Linked DNA regions of Mus musculus: region 1 is linked to region 2. The links are chromatin contacts, called in public promoter capture Hi-C maps. All regions are on one chromosome and are shown on one strand. The core of a region is the stretch at or near the end of the contact, and the rest is flanking DNA. Distances in the headings are between cores, read along the strand shown. Region 1 holds the start of Mpc1 (mitochondrial pyruvate carrier 1). Region 2 holds the start of Rps6ka2 (ribosomal protein S6 kinase, polypeptide 2).

Region 1 (2,929 bases), core at 197-2,696, 1.1 Mb after region 2:
TCCTATATTCATTTCTGCCAGTGCATTCCAGACTTCATATTCCCCAGTGGCATTCTAAATTACTCAACTTTCCTTGATTTGAGGTATAATCCCCAAATTGTGCTTTTGTTGTTGTTGCTGTTTGTGTGTTTTTTTTTTTTTTTGTTTTGTTTTTTTTGCCTGGCCTTGTTTTTTGTTTTTCGTTTTTTAAATTTTGTTTGAGACAGGGTTTCTCTGAGTAGCCAGGGCTACAGAACTAGCTATATAGACACGGCTGGCCTTGAACTCAAATCCTCCTGCCTCTGCCTCTGCCTCTGCATCTTCGGTGCTGGGATCAAACTCATTTGCCACCAAGGCCCGCTTCAGGTTCGGTTTTGGTAAGGAAGAGAGTCCCCTCTATTCTCGGAAGATTGTTAGAATAAACCGGCAAAAATTAAATCTGAGAAAAGCTGCACATATTTACTATGCATAGAAGGGGAAAACCACAGAAGATTACCATTCGTTTAATAACTTTCGCCCCAAGCCCCACCCCGAGGACTCAGTGGTGACCTTGAACTTCCCACCACCCAGCCTGGTTTACGGCAGTGCTGGAGATGGAACACAGCCAGGGCTTCCGGAGCAAACCTGGCAAGAGCGCTGCAGTCCGGGCCCTGCAGACCCTTCCCTATAAGGGGAAGGTCGTCTTCAGCCTCCTTTTGGTAAACAAAGACTGACACTGGCACGAACTCAGGGGACGGGCCTTAGCGACCCTTAGCGCGGTGTGGCCTACTCGGGTGTGGCTGCGAGCAGCCTGAAGGCAGTTGTGTTCTTCACGCGATCCGGTTTACGGCGGAAGGGATTCTGTCACCTTTCCTCTCCTCAAGAGTGGTAGTGGTGACAGGAAATGTAGCCAGGCCCTTCTCATTACCTCCGGCTCAACTCTCTCTGCATTCTGCCCCCCCCCCCCCCGCCATGTCTGGGGTGTGGCTCTGAGCCTCTGCGGGTGTACAGGCTAAAGCTGCAGTATGCACGCTCCGGGCACTTATGTAACCTGTGCTTTCCACACGTGGGCAGCCACACTTCTGGAGACTGAGGCTCTTAGCTATTTTTAACTGCCTCCCTCCTCTGCACTCGGTGACTCCATCCCAAGCCGGTCGCCGCCGGTTTGCAGGATCTCACCGTCTCTGTGCAGCCGCCCGCGGGGCAAAGGGACAGGCGAGGGGTGACAGGAGCCCGACCTGCCCACCACGCCCCGCTGAGACCCCGGAAGCCTGCCCAGGACCCCCGGGCAGAGGAGTGTCACCCTCGCAGCCCCTAGCAACCGCCAGTCGTCCGGGCCGCCGGGCCCTTTTACGACGGCAGCCCCGCGGCGCGCACCGCCCCGAGGGCAGGCGGGGGGTGTGTCGACCGCGGCAGCCAATCCCGGACGCGCTCTGCGGTCTAGCGCGTTCTCATTGGTGGAGCGCCGAGCGGTCGTAAGGCTTCTCCGAGTGTCGTGAGGCGGGCGCTGGGGTGAGAGCGCCGAGGGCCTCAGCCGAGTCCACAGCGGTGTCATCTGTCTAGGTAGCGGCTTCACCGCCAACGGCACGGCCATGGCTGGAGCGCTGGTGCGCAAAGCGGCGGACTATGTCCGGAGCAAGGACTTCCGGGACTATCTCATGAGGTGAGCGTCATGGTAGGCCGTGGGGGAGCCGCCCGCTGCGGGAAAACCCTGCGGCGCCGTGCCAAGGTAGGAGAGCGGCGCACGGGTGGAACGCGCTCCTACCGGTGCCCGAGGGGACGGCGCTCCCGAGGGTACAGCAAGTGACCGAGGGGATGGCGCTCCTACCTGTGACTAGGAGGGCAGAAGGGACAGCGCTCACACCCGTGCCTGAAGGGACAGCAGGACTCAGGGGACGTAGCTCCCACCCGTGACCTAAGGGACCGCAGGTTACTGAGGGTACAGCGCTCTTGGTTAAGGCGACCTAGGGAATGGCAGGTGACAGGGAACAGCTCCAGCCCCGCGAACTGAAAGACATGGTGTGACTGGGGACCCCGCCCCAACCTGTGCCGGAGGGGACGCCTCTCCCACCCATGCCCGAGGGGACAGCGCTCCCACCCGTGACTGAGAGGACGACAAGTGACCGAGCGGACAGCGCTCCCGGGCAGGACGACCCAGGGAATGGCTGGTGACAGGGAACAGAGCTCCAGTCCTTGACTGAAAGACGCGGTGTGACTGCAGGGACGCCGCTCCGGCTCGTGACCGACCGGACGAACACCGCTCCTGGGCAGGCAGTCAGGATGCCCTTGCGTGGGTTGACGTGGGGACACTGGGTGCTACCATCCCCCTCCTCGTCTCCCGGCCCGGGACTTGGCGGGAGCGGTGCTGGAATGTGCCGGGATCCGGGTAATGGGAGCTAGAATTTGCAGCACAGAGGGCGGGGTTTTTTTTTTTTTTTGGTTTTTTGTTTGTTTTTTTGTTTGTTTGTTTTCCATTTGACGGTGCTTGGGGGAGGGGGACCGGACAATCATGTGTCGCAGCCACGCAGTGCGTCTGAGAAGAGGCATTTACTTGCAAGGTGTGTGTCCCGAGGGCTTGACATTGAGAGGTTGAAGAAGCACTTTCCAGAATTCATTTTCAGTTATAATTTCCTGGTGCCTGATTCTATTTTAAGGATCTCACAAAATTTAGAAACCGATTACAATATTTCCAAGCATAGTTTTATTTTCTTGTGATTTTAAAGTTAGATAAGTGGAGGGCTGCTTTTTAATTTTCTTCTCAGTGGTCAATACCGAGCCTGCCAGTGGTGGCATTCGCCTTTAATCCCAGCACAAGGGAGACAAGCTGGAGGATCTCTTGAGTTCAAGGCCAGCCAGTCTACAGTAGTATTGTAGTTAATAGTAAATACTTAGTGCCTTGAGTTTCTACAACTGTCTTACTCATCCGTCTTCACCATCTTGATTAATGTCTTTTCCTTTGCGAGGCGCTTCT
Region 2 (3,275 bases), core at 141-2,640:
CAGGCCTTGCCCTCAGGCAGTGTAAAATAATAAACATTCCAAGAGTAGCCAAGAAGGTTTGCTTAGAGGACCCGATCTTAGCCCATTCTCCTGATTTCATCCTTAGAAGGCACCTCTGGGAGCTAAGACATCACGGGGAGAGATGCTGAGGTCAAGTCACAAGTCACAAGCCAGTGTACACTGTCTCTACTGAAGCTGCAAACCCTTACACTGCATGCAGCCTATCTCTGGAGCCCCACACCAGAGGGATAGCAGTTCCTAAAAGCCCGCTCTAGATGGGACTGACTCCTGCTCCAGGTGAAATTAGCCCTTTGATGTTTTATGTGACGTGGGTTTCCCAGCATGTTGGATCTTTTGATTCCTGTGTCCTTTATGACTACCACCAGTCTGGGTGGGAAAGTGTTGAGAACTGCCCGGTGGGCTGCATATCATGCAGGAGAGTGAATCTGTTTTCTCCAGTGGCCAAAGGAACTGGGCTTACCCTCAGCTCTTCTCTAATCTGCTTCTATTCTGCCACGGGGCATAAGACTTTATTAACCTCAGCCTTTCTTTTTGTGTGACTAGGAAGGATCATTTGGACTTAGGTTAAAGCAGGCTCTGATTGCTTCCTCAGACTGAGACTCAGGATGTTCCTGCTGCTGGCCCTGATAGTCATCTGTGAGGATAATTGTCTATAAATGGAGCCCGAGGTCACAGAGAGCGGATGTGAGCCTTTGTTCTCAGCTGCTGGCCCCGACCACGTGAGGCGTCCTCACCGAGAGGAGGAAGGCCGCTGACACTGCGAAGCAGGCGGGGTCCTCTCCCAATGATTCCCCAATAAGCAAGGAGTTGCAGGGACCAGCTGTAGGAGTGACCCGAGTGTAGTGCTTGTGGGCGCTTTTCTAGCATGCTAGGTCATTAAAGTTTTGCTTTGCAGAGAAATTCAAAATGCTAAGCGTGGAGTCCAAGTGGACAGAGGTGTTCGGAGAAGAACACAACAGCTCGGACAGAAGAGGCAGGGAGACAGGACAAGAGCAGCGTGCCTCAGGAGCGACTGATTAAGCTCACAACGGGCGTGGGCGCTGATTGGCGGCCGTGGCAGTGGGCAGGGCGATACTGCACCCCACTGTTCTCTGAGGGCAGGAGTTGTAGGAGAGGGAGGAGTAGGCAACGGCGCTGATTGGAGGCGTTCACGGGGACAACGCCCCTGGGCAGGATGGCTGGTGATAATTGGAGAGTACGGTGGTGGGCGGGGTGAGGGTGGGGCTGTCCGGAGTAGGTTTTCCGACTAAAGGGGAAAAGAGCTCTGGCTGCGGGCACTGATTGGTGGGTGGGCGTGTAGGCGTGGCGCAGCGTCGCACTCTGGTTGGTCGGAACGACGCTGGGTGTAGTCTATGGGCGGGGCAGGTTGCCGGGAGCTGGTACTCCTGGCCGGAGGCAAAGGCGCCGCGGGAGTGATCCAGGGACCCGGGCCCGGTGGCCGGTGCGGCCTGCCCTTTGTGCTTGCAGCCCGCATCCGCGCCGAGGGCCGCCGCGTCGGGCTCCCCGGCGCGCGTGCCCGCCAGCGCGCTGCCTAGCCTGGGATGTGCCGGGGATGCGCGCCCGCCGGCCCTGCGGCTCCTGGCAGCTGGGCGCGGGGCGATGGAGCTGAGCATGAAGAAGTTCACGGTGCGCAGGTTCTTCTCCGTGTACCTGCGCAAGAAGTCGCGCTCCAAGAGCTCCAGTCTGAGTCGCCTCGAGGTAAAGGCCCTCCCCGGGAGCGCGCAGGATGCGGGTCCCCGCTGCGCCTGGAGTGGGCATGTAGAGCCTCAGGGCGTGCGGCTACAGTCCAGTGCATCATCACCCCAGACCGGAGCCAGCTGTGGGAAGTTATTTGAAAACTGGTCCAGTTGTCATGAAAATCTATCAAATCGACTCCAAATGTTAGCACTTCATAACAACTGCAGAGAGCGAGTCCTTGCTGCGATTGAAGTTAACCTCAGTGAATTTCTTTCTAGTGCCCCTGTGTGCACAGGATTCGGGGTCACTCCTAGAGAGAGGCTTTAGAGGAGGGGTGCGGTCGGTGCAGCTGGGTTGCCGCGTGGTGTGGGAGTGCTTTGGGAGGCTACATGAGTCCTAAGTTTTGTAGCCTCTGGCGCCTGCCCGTTTTACCTTGAGTCTGGTACTGTGTGGATCAGGGTATTTGAGATCAGTGTAGAGTTGACCAAAGCAACTCAAGAGGGCTCTGTGCATTTTGGTGTTCCTAGGTGGTGGAGTGCCTGACGCAATTCCCCCGCAGCCCAGGCTTTGAGATAGATTGGCTCTGAAACCCGAGGGATGCCGGAAAATCTTGACCTTTGCAGGTCTCGCATCTTCCATGTCCAGTCGTCTGTGATTTTAACGGTGGCTTTCATTTCTGACTAACAACTAAACTATCCTCATCCCAGTGCTCAGACCACGTTGTTGATGAGTCCATAGAGAGCAAAACCGTGTGACCCGCTTTGCTAGTGAAGTGTGTAAGAGAAAGTTGACAACTAACCTAGAGATTTCATGGAACATTGATGTCCCTGCTTCAGTGCAGGCCCATATGGAATTGTGTGTGTGGTTAGAAAAAAATATCACAGATTTCATGTTGAATTGCTCTGTCTCAGCCTTAGTATGTTACACACAGGCAAAGGGCTCTGTGATGATCAAGAGACCTTTTAAGTCCGGGGACAGACTTAAAACCACCAGGGAACTGCTGTTGAAAAAGTTTCTGTTGCTAAATTCCAGCTCAGAATTGAATAGAGTAGAGCGGTTCTCAGAGAGCAAAGCACTGATTTTGGACAAACACAATTATCATTCTGGTAATGGAGAGGGGTATTTAAACTTAATGATGAGAGAAATTGAATAAAAGTTCATTTTTTTTTCTGGTATTCTGCAAAAATCTAGCTAACAGGAACAGAAATTACAGAAGTATTACCTTCCCACCAGATGTGTTTTTATCATCTATTTTCTCATAACGCCAAGTTTATTATGCTGTCCCTTGTCTCTGAGCTGTTGCTCTTGTCTCTTCGTCTCTGTGAGCAAACTCTATGTGCCATTTATAGAGGAGTTGGAGGGACCTGGGTGTTACAGAAGCCTGTGTGCTGATTCAGCAAGGAGAACTGAACTAGGCTGTGGAAAGGCCTCAAATACTGTGGTGAGCAAGATGCACATATGTTGGGGGCAGTAAAAGTAATTTTGTGTGTGTGTGTGTGTGTGTGTGAATAACATTCCTAAGACCTGTGTGTGTGTGAATAACATTCCTAAGACCCCTAGGATGTGGTATACTCTAT

What was found. Capture Hi-C pulls out chosen DNA fragments and counts their contacts.
Region 1: a contact with region 2 is called in a promoter capture Hi-C map of adipose tissue, with 3 times the contacts expected there. The contact joins the promoter of Mpc1 here to the promoter of Rps6ka2 in region 2. A contact is called at or near these places in 2 of 115 datasets of contacts at active chromatin or transcription factors (embryonic stem cells and stem cell-derived neural progenitor cells) and 2 of 9 other capture datasets (adipose tissue and liver).

What each region holds. Positions count from the first base shown.
Region 1 is chr17:8,282,341-8,285,269 of GRCm38.p6, forward strand. Mpc1 (mitochondrial pyruvate carrier 1) reads left to right here and starts at 1,447. Exons shown (of 5, transcript NM_018819.5): 1 at 1,447-1,621. The coding sequence starts at 1,551.
Region 2 is chr17:7,168,725-7,171,999 of GRCm38.p6, forward strand. It overlaps Rps6ka2 (ribosomal protein S6 kinase, polypeptide 2), which reads left to right and starts at 1,391. Exons shown (of 21, transcript NM_011299.4): 1 at 1,391-1,719. The coding sequence starts at 1,621.